Regions from separate parts of the Mus musculus genome. Here region 1 is linked to region 2. Evidence: chromatin contacts called from public promoter capture Hi-C data. All regions are on one chromosome and are shown on one strand. Each heading gives the region's core, a stretch centred on a gene start, on an enhancer-like site or on the middle of the called end of the contact. The rest is flanking DNA. Distances are from core to core; before and after follow the strand shown.

Region 1 (6,597 bases), core at 652-3,151, 3.1 Mb before region 2:
CACCAAACCCAAACACTATTGCTGATGCCAAGAACTGCTTGAAAAGAAAAGAAAAAAAAAAAAAAAAAAACAGAGTGCAGCGGGCTTGATGGCAGAGGCAAGAGGAAAGAGGAAAGAAGGCCAAATGCATGAATCAGTTCCTCTCTGACCTTGAAGGACTTTATAATTTCAGCAACAGGCAGTTCACCTCGCTAAGAATACAAGGAAATGAAGCAGGGAGGGGACAGAACACCAAGAAGAATGTAAGCCAAGTTGGAAACTGCTCATCACTATTTCCAGAGTGAAACACCATCTGAAGGGTTAGGTTGATTCCATCAAACTCTGGGTCCCTCTTTAGCGCTGAGCCACCTCAACTTCTTCATATTGTATATGATCATAAACTTATTTTTCTAAAATGAAACTATTTTAAAAATTACTCCTTTTCCATTTGAAATGTGTTATTTGTTCTGTCCTAGTAACTCCAACTGTGATGAATTCATTTTAAATAAGCCCTAATATGATCATCATTTTGTTAAATACTAGAGCTAGACTATATTTTCACCCAATTCCTCCCAGAAAACTGTTTTCAAAGAGCCATAAGGATGCTGAGCAATGGAAGGGAACACACACACACACAAACACACAGAACTTTTTTTTTAAGAAAAAGTATTCATCCACCCAGAGACCTAGGGAAGAACCAAACTGTAGTGCCGAAAATAAATAAAAAAAATTCAATGAGATGGTTCCTAGTGATATTCTGCTAGATTCATAGATTGGTGCCTAACTCAGTCGTCATCAGAGAGGCTGCCTCTTGCAGCTGATGGGAGATGTAGAGGCCCACTGACAAACATTAAGAGGAGAAAGAACCTGGGTTGGAGGCCTACATAAGGTCCCGCCCCTTGGAGCTCGGGAAACCCAGCAGAAGACAAGGAAGAATAATTGTGGGAGCCAGAGGGGTCGAACACAGGTGAGGACAGCCTGTAGAATCAACTGAGCAGGGCTTATGGAAGCTCAAAGAAGGGGCAATCATGGAGCCCTCAAGGTTCTGCCCTAGGTTGTCTGCAAATGTGTTATAGTTTGTTGGCTTGGTTTTTTGGGAGGACTCCTAATAGTGGGAGATGGGATGTCTCTGACTTTTTTGCCTGCTCTTGGGACTCTTTTCCTCCTAGTGAGTTTCCTTGTCCACACTTGATGTTAGGGTTTGTGCCTGGTTTTTGTTTTTTTGTTGGTTGTTGTTGTTGTTTGTTTGTTTTTTGCCCCACCCCCTTGTGCCTGGTTTTATTGTGCTTTGGTTGATGTCCCTAGGAGGTCTGCTCTTTTCTAGGGGGAGAAAGGGGAGAAAGGAGAGTGGGGGCTGGGAGGAGTGATGGGAGAGGAGGCTGCAGTCTGGGTATATTGTATGAGAAAAGAATAATTTTTTTTTTTTAAATGTCAGGTATTTGTCCATTACTTTAGCTTTTAGTGCTAACTTAGGTTTTTATTTATGTCAATAAAAGAACATAATACCTGCAGCTTTCCTGGACATAATTTATCTCACTATCACTAATAAAGACTGGGTTTAAACTGGCATCGTCACAAAACCAGCCAGGACTGCAACTCCTCAGGCAAGAGCGCCACATTCCACCACAGGCCCACCCCTCTGACGCAGTTCTCCTCAGGTACTCACTTTCCCGGCATGCTCCGCCCGGAAGGCGCCTCCTCCAAGAACGCCCCAGCCAGCCGACGCAGTGCAAGAGAAACCCGGCAGGGGGCGCCGAGATCCCAGTTCGCCACAGAGCACCGCAGACCTTGAGGCCCGCCCAGCTCGTCGCTCCAGAAACGTCAACACGTCGGGCCGCCCTCCCTCAGACTGCCAGCTAGGCAGGCTCTGATGCGCACGCGCAAACGCGGTAGCCACGCGCCGAGTTACTGCGCATGCGTCCTCTGAGACGTGCCTCCGCCCCTCTGCTCCCCCTCTCCCCGCGCGCGCACACACAGCTCGGAGTTTCCCTTTCCGGGCCCCCGAGAGGAGGGGCTGAGGTGAGAGCATGAGGTTGTCGCTGGCTGCCGCTATCTCCCACGGCCGCGTCTACCGCCGCCTGGGCCTGGGTCCGGAGTCCCGCATCCATCTGCTGCGGAACTTGCTCACGGGCCTAGTTCGCCACGAACGCATCGAGGCGACATGGGCACGCGCGGACGAGATGAGGGGCTACGCGGAGAAGGTGAGAGCCAAGCTATTCACCGCCGGGTCCAGCCTCAGACCGCCGCTCTGGCCGTGTGTGGGGAGTAGGGCCACGCTGGGAGAACTTTCCACGGTAGCGAATTCCCGTGTGGCACTCAGCTGAACGCGTCACTCCTGCGCAGCAAATGGAAGGCTGGTTGGGGCTCCGAAGGAAGGAGCGCCCAGAATTAGCTTAGCTGGTGGGATGGTTGGATGAAGGTAAGACAGAAGAGTAAGGTGGGCGCCTCGGTTCTTGACTCGTCTTGCATCCATGTGTTTTGTCCTCACAGCTCATCGATTATGGAAAGCTGGGCGACACCAACGAACGAGCCATGCGTATGGCTGACTTCTGGCTCACAGTGAGTGCTCCCTACCTGCTAGTGAGGAAGGAATCCTTAGAGAACCGGGTACCTGGCAGATTGAAGGCAGGGCATTCTTTTATGTACCAGACTTGCGAACTACCTTAGACACGTATTTCTCTTATTTGACTTGGGTAAAATGAGCATCCGCATAACTTCCTGTAAGTGTTTCTGTGTAACTTGGTACCTGAATGGGTGGTGGGAAAGCCTGTGAAGATGGTTTTGAACCCTACCTCTGGGAATAATCTATAGTTAAATGCCTCTACAGTTGTGACTATTTTTTCTGATTAACTCTCCCCATCTAGGAGAAGGACTTGATCCCAAAGCTGTTTAAAGTGCTAGCGCCTCGGTTCCAAGGTCAGAATGGGAACTACACAAGAATGCTACAGATCCCGAATCGGAAGGAGCAAGATCGGGCCAAGATGGCGGTGATAGAATATAAAGGGAACTACCTCCCTCCCCTGCCTCTGCCTCACAGAGACAGCAACCTTACTCTCCTAAACCAGCTGCTCCTGGGACTGCAGCAGGACCTGCACCATAACCAGGACGCAAGCCTCCACAGCTCCTGTACAGTTCAAACACCAAAGACTTAACTGGAGCTGGAGAGTGGTGCATAGGTGTGGTGCCCGTGTTCGTGGGTCTTGGAGCTCGTGTAGTGTGTGAGGCCTGGAAGTAGCATTGTAAAGCCCCCTCATAATGAGACCCAGACCTCCCTGCTGACTCACACGATCCTCTTTGCACAGAAGATAAAAGTCTTAATATGAATATAAGATATTGACTTTCTTGTCCTTCCCTAGGATTTATGGAAAGTAAGAGGCATCCAGATGCTCAGCCTCCTAAGACAGTAAATTCACAACTTAGGTTCTAAATTCTAGGTCTAGTTTTGCTTGTTTGTTGGAGGGGAGGGGATCTTGCTGTGTAATCCAGACTATATCCACCATGCAGCAGTCCTCCTGTCCCTGTGTTCCCAAGTGTTCACCACCACACAGTGCCAGTTTGCTTTGGTTTTGTTTTTTCTGAGACAGTTTCTTTGACTGTCTTAGAACTCTGTTTGTAGACCAGGTTGGCCTTGAACTAAGCGATCCACCTGCCTCTGCCTCCTCAGTACTAGGATTAAAGGTATGGGGCACTACCTCCTGGCTCAGTTTGCTTATCTCAACACTAATTTAGATGGGCCCTGTACCTCTTGATTCCAAACCATCTTCCTATGGTGACTGGCTGACGTCCAGCATAGAGACCCACCGTTGGAATTCCTTTTTTGCTTTTATAAGTTATACATGAGAATCTTTATGAATCCTATGAGACTAGGTTTCACCTTGGCATCTTCATACATATCTACCAATGTCTTTTGACCATGCTTACCACCACATGCATGCACCCTATTGTCCTGCCTATTTCAACTAGTCCCCCTTCCACTTGATGTCTTTTTATGTGTGTGATTATGTCCTGGCGAGTTTCATTAGTCCTGCTTACAGGAGCATGTGTGTGTCTTACCAATGGCTGTACCACTGTCTGTCCATCCACAAAGGAGGGTGCAGCCGCCTGAGCTTCTAACCCCCTTCTTAACAGGATTTTGACAGGCTACTATGAGAGCAAGCATTCAGTCCCAAGAGATTGCTTCCTGATAACTAGCTGTGTGAGCCTCTGTACAGGAATCTTCAAATAACATGGTACCCCTAAAACTGAGAATTGTTTCTAGGCAAGGTCACATTTGTTTCACTCAATGTCTGAATGGGTTTTGAATGTGGACTCAAATAGATGTATCACCACCCTGATCATAGATAGGGCTGTAGGCATCTGCCAGGATGTTGGCCTTCCGGATAAGTTCCTTCCTCTTAGAGGGTGTGAAGAGGAAGGTTGATAGAGAGTGATGCATTAGAAAGTTAAGCCTGCTGGGAATTTCCTGGAAGCTTTTGTTGCCAAAAGTGGACCTCTGTGGGAACCCAGAAAGAGGAAATCCTGTTTCAGAATGGCCAGGGTATGTGAGAAGCATGGAGCTTATTTATATCCACTAAATATGGGATATGACCCATCCTGGCTGCTGTTCTGTATGTTCAGAGACTTGACCAGGGAGTCATGGAAAGAAGTTCTCCTGAACAATTAGTGCAGCACCTGAAGGTAGAAGGTCACTGTGGAAGCAGAAAGACATTAGCTTCAGTGACACTATTCTAAGACTCTTTGCCCTACAGCTGCTTACACTAAATCACCTGGTCCCGGCAGAGCTGTCACTCTTCCTTCTGCATAGAACTTGACATGTTTTTTGTAAATCTTTATCCCTTTTCCTATCTTTTGAGCATTTACAAGTTAGATGCCTGAGTCATGACTTGTTCTAGGAAAAGCCCTTCCCTTAAAACCAAATCTTGGAAGACTTTGCAACAGGTAAAATATGAAAGGGCTCTCAGATTTTTTTTTGAACACCCACCATTTGGAGCTTTAATATTTCCCTAAATGTTTTATACTTCTTTATTGAGTAGGGAGGGTACATGCATCTCAGAATGCAGATAGAGGCCAGAGGACAGCTTTCCCAAGTTCTTCCAACCTGTGGTTCCTAGGTATGGAAGACAGGTCATCAGACTTAGTAGCAAGTGCCTTCTGAGCTGTATCTCTACCCCTTCTATTAGAAGCATCCGAATCTCCAGCATCACCTTACATACTAGAGATTGCATACTTCAAGCATATTTGCAGTAAATCTGACCCTGGCTAAAAGTGAAGCATCAGCAGTCAAGGAGCTCACAGTTGTACAGGGCACTACATATCTAATAATCTGGCCCCCCAAAGTTGACAAATCCTAAGACATCTACTGAAGGCTTTGTTAATCTGCCTGTATTTGTAAATAACTGCCTTTGAGTAGACATTGCCTAAATACCAAGCCAAGCCCTTCTCATCGCTTCGAAAGAGTGGTTCTCCACATCGAGTTCCAGATTTTGATCTACACAAACATGGATCCTCTGTGTAGTCTTGGCTGTCCTGGAACTCACTCTGTAGGCTAGGCTGGCCTTGAACTTAGAGATCTTCCTGCCTCTGCCTCCCTTGTGCTGAGATTGAAGGTACATATTGCCATACTCATGGTAAGGATTGGGGGGGAGGGTTTCAATTCTTTACAATAAGGTTGACAAACTAATGTCCCTCACCCACCCAAAAAACCTAACACACTTACTTAAAAGTTTAGCACTATGAACCCAATACCTACCTATCATTTTTAAACCGAGTAACTGTATCCCTGTATCTTAAGTGGAGTCATGTCCTGCTTTATCTCCATTAGCAAATATGCAATTGTTCCTAGTGGGATGTCCCAGGCACAAAGTTGTCATGATAGGAATGTGGTCATCTTAATTGCCTGATAGATTTCCAGTTTTTTATGGGACAAAGTCCAGATTTCTTACACTGCCTACTAATCAAGCATCTGCTTGATGCTCCACTACGTGGTGCCTCTCAAGCTCATGCTGTAGAAGCATAGAACACACCTTATTTGGGTGGTTTTTCTGGCACAGGTCCCTTTACACTTTGTTCACACAGTCCCTGTCATCCAGAGGCTCCACTTTGACCTACATAACTTGTACACAAACTTTCACGTGGCTCTTCTGATCATCCCCATTCCTAAACTCATAACTTTGTCACACAAGATATGCCTGCTGTGTTTATGTAGTACACTGAAATACAACATTGCTTTATAGTTCCCTATGGTATAGGGCATTAGACTGAAGACAACAATGAAAATAGATTAAAAACTAACAAGTTAAAGTGCTTCCAAACTGCAATCCAAGTTGTAATGAAGTGTGTTTGAGAGAGATTACTGCCATTTGAGACTGTCATTTCTTCTTATTGCTACCAAAAGCAGTCTAAAACATCAAGCTTTGTACTACTAAAATTAGTGTTCCTTCCCCCACCCCCAAAAAAAATTTTTTTTTAACTAGGATTCAGATAAAGATAAAAAAGCATTTTGCATCAGAACATGTGGCGGTCAATATGTATATAAATTGCATATCCTCACAAGACATTTTCCTTCACATTTGCATTACCTTTAACAATGCTGCTTCCAGAACCGGCGGAATGACTCGA
Region 2 (6,539 bases), core at 1,054-3,553:
TACTTTTGCCATGCTCCACTGATATTATACTCAAGGTTCTTCAGCCTTCCAACATGGTCTCAATATAAAAGATCAGAGACTCTTTTGGGAATGGGAAAGTGAGGAAAGGAGGGAGGGAGGAAGAGAGGGAAGGAGGGAGGGAGGCGAGTCCTGTGTCCTGTGTCTTCAATGCTGAGACACCAACTCTGTGGACAGAGTAGCCACTGAATTCTTTGGCTCCAAAGCAGTGATTGTCAACCTTCCTAATGCTGAAACCCTTTAAGACAGTTAGTTCCTTGTGCTGTAGTGACCCCAAACATAAAATTATTTTCACTCTTACTTCATAACTCTAATTTTGCTACTGTTGTGAGTCATAATGTAAATAATTTTGGAAATAGAGGTTTGTTGAAGGGATTATAGCCCACAGGTTGAGAACCATTGCTATAAAAGATATTAATGGTTGTTTTTTTAATACCCAGAACCTATCATACAAATCATCTAAATCAATCTCTCTGTCTCTCTGTCTCTGTCTCTGTCTCTGTCTCTCTCTCTCTCTCTCTCTCTCTCTCTCTCTGTGTGTGTGTGTGTGTGTGTGTGTGTGTGTGTGTGTGTGTGTGTGTTGGTTTGAATATGCTTGGCCCAGGGAGTGGCACTAATAGTGTGAGACCCCGACTTAAAGCGTCTCCCCCAAGCTTGTTTTCCCTGATTTCTAAAAATACAGCCAGAAAGAAGCTCTTTGTTCTCTATAGCCAGCAAAAAAGCCTTTTTGTTTCTATACCTTACAACCAGAGTTGTGATAATTGTAAAAAGACCTAGCCAGGTACTTGCCTGGCTCCCTGTGCCAAGGACACGGAGATAGACTCCACAAAGAAGAGCTACAACTCACTCCCCACTCCTCATGCCTTGTAATTTTACCAAGGACACCCGCCAGAGATGAGCTGTAGCCAACTCATCCTCCCAACTCCTCCCAATTCCTCACGTTTTTCCTCTAAAAGCCCCCTACTGTTACCGATAGGGAGCTCATCCTCAGCTGACAATAAAGCCTCTTGCAGTTTTGCATCAGGTGTGGTTTTCTCTCGAGTTATTGGAGTGCTGGCCAGCTCATCCCGGGACTTGAGCGGAAGTCTCCCCAGTTTCGGGGTCTAACAATAGTAGGTGTGGCCTTGTTGGAAGAAGTGTGTCACTGTAGGGATGGGCTTAGAGACCCTTCTCCTAGCTTCCTGGAAGCCAGTCTTCTCCTGTTCTTATTTTTATTCTGTATAAGTTCATCAGCCAATGAGGTTACTTGATCGTGTCTTCAAAACTTTTAAGTCCAAAGTGCTCCTCATAAGCAAGAGCCTCTTCCCCCAGTCACTCTATGGTGTCCTATTCTCAGGGCCTTTGAGAGTCAGTCATAGTTACAAACACATTCAATTACAAATGAAAAAGATGTCCCCTTTTGATTTCAATTCCCTTGAACTTGGTTGACTTTAAGGCAGAGAATGTATGACCCAGTCTTGCAATCCAGGTCTCTTTGTATGCATGCTCAATTAGTATTTTTTAAATGTCTTCTTTGAATCCATCTGTTCACTGTGACATAAGGTCAGTCATTTGTCTCTACCAAGAAGCAGAGGCTCAGTTCAAATCTCAGTTCCTCCCTCTCCCCCTACAGTGCTGGTCCTGTCTATTTTCAATAATTTTCTGGGTGTCACCCTGAAGAATGTCAACCATGTCCTCAGCTCTGACATTGTCATGGAATTCAAAGAGCATGGGTCCCAACGATAAACATATCACTGGAAGCTGGATTCATCTGGAATTTTTTTCGTTACTTCCCATATGTCACTGAGTGTCTTCTCTTGCTTACTCAGTAAAAGTCCCAGTATCCGAAAAAGAACCAAAGAACTACAAAGAAAAATCCAGGTCTATGATTTAACACGCTTGGTCTTGTGTGTCTCTGCGGTTGGACGAGAGGAAAGCTTACACACTGCTTTAAAAAGATTTTTTTACTGGCAGCTTATGATCAGGACTTCGTAATTTAATATGTTTTCTAACTCTGAAACTAGTTTGTTGCAATGAGGAGCTACCAAAAGTATGTAAGTGTCAAGAGTTAGCCAGGAAAAACAGAAGCATTTATTAAAACTTTTGCTTAATTGTCTGAAACCTGGAGCAGCCACTTGCAGCTCGTGTTCCAGGGAACTGCGGATTCCAATGCGTAAAGGTGCCACTTAAGGAAGCCCGGCTGCGCACCCACGCTAGGTAGCTGAATTCAACCAGGAAACGTGGCAAGCGAACAGCCAATCAGGCCACTCTGAGTGCAGAAGTGATTCGTCGGTTCCGGCGCAGTGGGTGGGTCCTGCAGCTCCGGGCGCGGCTCTTGCCTTGGGTCCCTCGCCCCCGCTGCTATCGCGGCTTCCGGCGGCGGGCGAGCGCCCCGCTGCTTCCTACGCTGCGGATTGGACCGCTGGAGCCCCGCGCCTCCACAGCTGCTTAGAGAAGGAGGCGACAGCAGACCTCTTTGGAGGACAACACAGGTCCTGCCCTCTTTACCCTCCCCTGTTCCCAATCCCACCGCCCTGGGGAACTGCCTAGTGCCCGAAGGTCAGGAAGGCACGGACCGCCACTGCTTCCAGACCCGAGGCTGGTTTCTGCCGCTTCCAGGCTCTTCCCCCTCCCTTCGCGGCCCTGAGGACCGTGGAGGCACTGGTTGCTAGGTGCAACCTTTTGATATTGTAGTCTACAAAGTTCACTCTGGAGAACAAAATCGCATAAAGAAACTTAACATTTTACAGTTTTGTGTTTGGCCTGTATTCACAGCTGCCCTCAGCTACAGGTTGGACAGGTCTGAGCAGTTAATGAGTCAAACTTTTGACCAAGTATTTATGTTTGATAAAAGATCTCTATTGGAGATCCTCTATTGGAAAACTGTATTTATCTCCAGATCTTTGACATCTTTCCCATGTTTACATTTTTTGAGGCAATGTATAGAACTAACATGCTTCCACTACATTTTTGTGATTTATCTTGATTTATCATTTCTATCTTTCTTTGCCTCGCTTTCCTACTGCCAGTGTCTTCCAAATTTTCATCTGCTGTTTTGTCTGGTTGTTGTTGTTGTTGTTGTTGTTGTTGTTGTTGTTGTTGTTGTTGTTGTTTGGGGGTTTTTTTGGTTTTCTGTAGCTTTAAGTAGTGCTTTTGACACCAAAGCATGAACAGGTGGACACATGCACACTGCCTTAGATGAAGATATTAACACCTCTACTATCAGCTATGCCTAAACATTTACATTGAATTCTCATGCATTTAACAAGTATTGAGACACTGTTGTTGGCATCAAGAATACACTGAGCAAAACTGAAGATAACTCTGTATTAAACGTACCACGACATTAGGATATTGTAAGAAAAACAGAAAATATGAATAGTAAATTTCTAGTGTGTGAATTAAGAAACCCACAGACTCTGGTAAATGATATCAACAGTGAGATCGTGGAAACAGTCTCAGTTGGAAGAGTGTGATTCCAAATAGGGTAAAATGAACAGACCCCGGGTCCAAGCACTGCACATAGCACTGAGGAGAATATGGCTGCCACGGGTGCAGTTGGGAGAGTAAGAAGACTTAGGCATCTGCCTAGCATGCTTGAGATTCTTGTTAAATCCCCAGCATTTCAGAACAGTCGAGGGGGTGAGGGGGTGAAAGGAGGATGCTTACTCCATGATCCCTCCGCTGGAGCGTACATGGGCCTTTGAGTTCAGTATTCGTTAGTGCACAACTGGATCTTAGGATTCTGGATCTCATGGCTGGGTGGAGACGGTGGAAGCAGAGAGACAGAAAGCAGGGGAAACAGCAAGAAGGAGTAACAACCTGAGGACGACCTGATCTCAGTCCTACAGGCTTCTGCTCTCGTTCCTACAAAACGCCCTTCTGCCAGACTCAACACAGTGGTTTCTTCCTCTCTGCTTTTGAATTTGTCCTCTACCCTGAAGCTGGGGAAGATGGGTGATTTTCCCGAAGTAGAATATTGGAAACCTGGGCCAATCAATCACCTATAAAATGAGATCAGTAACAGTTTCTGTCCCAGGTTATGGAATACCAATTATCCATGTAAAGTGCACAAAGCCATGTCTGGTACTCAGCCTGATACTCAAGAGTGTTTTCTGTTATTTTGCCTTATATTTTAAATATATCACTATATATTTGTTACTGTAAAAGCATTTGGGATATAGAAACTATTCCCTAACCCTGATGTATTTGCCAGACACATGTTCAGCATTTAGTTGCCTGGTAAGCACTATTTAGATCCTAAAGATACAGTAGTATTTAAAGCCAGTGTAAATCACCCCTTTACACAGTCTATCTAGGTTACTAAATATATACAGGATGAATTAATAAATATTGCCAAGTATACCAACAACCCTAAGCCACTCATTATTCAAACTCCATACCCACACGTGGCCTGGACAGAAGTCATCAGTATACATCAGTCTATCATTAAGTGATCCTGGTTTTATCCTTTCAAGGGTGGTGATTTCCCCTCTTGCTTCTAACATGCATCTGTGCACCGTCAGGAGCACATCTTGGTATGTGGTGAATGGTGGCAGCTTGACGCAGGAGAGGCAGATAGTGATTTTTCAGGACACAGTGAAGAACAGCTGTTGCACTTCTGTTTTACACTTCAGTGTGCAACATAAGAAACACTGCACAGGTAGGCAGGGAGCTGCCGGCATTTGTGGTTTGCACCTTGACAGATTTAAGTGTGCACAAAAGGTATCAGAGGAAGGCTAACACTATTTTGTGGAGGTTTTTTTTTTTCCTGAATGTTGGAATATCACATTTTATAATAAGTTGTCCTCTCCCAGGGAGATTATGTTCATTTCTGCAGCATGATTAGAGGGTGAATGATAGGGTCAGACAAACCAAGAGGAGAACTGAGCAAATAAATTAAAAAATCCTCTAACCCCACTTTCTTAACCATCTCTAGTTGTTCCTTCTATGGCTGTGGTGTGCACAATGTTGCCCAGTAATAGCTTTAGTTGAGGCCAGTGCTTATTATATACAATGGAGAAAGGTTCTAAAGTGTATTTTTTTAATTACTAATTACAGTTTTGGGGGAGAACTTACAGTCATTGCCTTCTTCTCTTGTTTTTTTTCTCTTCTTTGCAGCCTTCATTCATGTTCTGAGACGACTGTCACTTGCAACCATGGATCCTGCAGTGTTAATGGAAGCCATTGTGGAAGAAGTGAACTGTCCTATCTGTATGACCTTCCTCAGGGAACCTGTGAGCATCAGCTGTGGCCACACTTTCTGCCACAGCTGCCTCTCTGGACTCTGGAAGCTCCCAGGAGAGTCCCAGAACTTGAGCTACACCTGTCCCCTTTGTCGAGCTCCCGTGAAGCCAAGGAAACTCCGTCCCAATTGGCAGCTGGCCAGTGTTGTAGACAAGGTCCGTCTGCTAGGCTTCTGTATGGAAATGGGACTAAAGACCGATGTGTGTGATCTCCACAAGGAACAGCTAACCATGTTCTGCAAGGAGGATGATATGGTAACCTGCGAGGCCTGTAAGCAGTCCCCAGAGCATGAAGCCCACAGTGTTGTACCCATAAAGGATGTTGCCTGGGAATATAAGGTAAATAGTAGAACCAGGCCAGCCTGTCCTCTGCCTCTCATCTGTCCCTCTCTATATTAGATGCCTGTCTTTAAAAGCTGATCCCTGGCCCCTGGTAGCTACAGATCCTTACATCTAATGTTCTGAGCCATATCTTTTCCTTCACTCATGACTCTCTTTGGTTTTCTTCTCTCCCATTTCCTCTGTGTCCCATCTTGAGTCTTAACATGGAAATACCTAACCAGAGGATGTGTTTGGTGTTGAGATATTGAAGTAAACTCTTGGTTTCAGATGGAGTTGTAGGTGACTTAAATGAGTTTACATGTGATGACTATTATTTATTATTATTTATTAGTGAAGAACCTGCAAGCTTGCTTTACCAGGACCATGCATGTCTAGTTACTTGGCATTAGCTGATTCATTTTAACCTTCTATTTCATAAACACAACTCAGGCCTAGTAATTTTGGATCGTGATAACATTATTTTGGAGCAAGAAGGGATCACAGATGAGTCACTTCAGATTGGTTGGCCAATTGCCAGGCATGCTTATGTATACTAAGCATATGTTAATTCTCACAGTATCCATATTATCAGGTCTTTTCTGACTTTCAGTTACGTTAGTTGAAGAGAGATGTCTTAGTTAGGGTTTCTGTTGCTGTGAAGAGACACCATGGCCATGATGACAGCAAGTCTTATAAAAGAAAACATTTAATTAGGGCTGGCTTACAGTTCAGAGGTTTAGTCCATTGTCATGGCAGGAAGCCTGGCAGCATATAGGCAGATCCGGTTCTGAAAAAGGAAACGAGAGTTATACATCTGCGTTGGAGGGCAACAGGAAGAGAGGGTGACACTGGGCCTGGCTTGAGCTTCTAAAGCCTCAGAGTTTGCCCCCAGTAAGACACTTCCTCCAACAAGGCCACTCCTACTCCAAAGCACACCTCCTAATAATGCTACTCCCTATGGGCCTATTGAGACAT

Evidence for each region. Promoter capture Hi-C pulls out the DNA fragments that hold promoters and counts their contacts.
Region 1: a contact with region 2 is called in a promoter capture Hi-C map of pre-B cells. The contact joins the promoter of Mrpl17 here to the promoter of Trim68 in region 2. A contact is called at or near these places in 3 of 39 promoter capture datasets (cranial neural crest, frontonasal cranial neural crest and pre-B cells).

Annotation. Positions count from the first base shown.
Region 1 is chr7:105,806,391-105,812,987 of GRCm38.p6, reverse strand. It overlaps Mrpl17 (mitochondrial ribosomal protein L17), which reads left to right and starts at 1,901. Exons shown (of 3, transcript NM_025301.2): 1 at 1,901-2,180; 2 at 2,470-2,538; 3 at 2,844-6,597. The coding sequence starts at 2,007. The coding sequence ends at 3,131.
Region 2 is chr7:102,683,091-102,689,629 of GRCm38.p6, reverse strand. It overlaps Trim68 (tripartite motif-containing 68), which reads left to right and starts at 2,303. Exons shown (of 7, transcript NM_198012.4): 1 at 2,303-2,489; 2 at 5,119-5,582. The coding sequence starts at 5,157.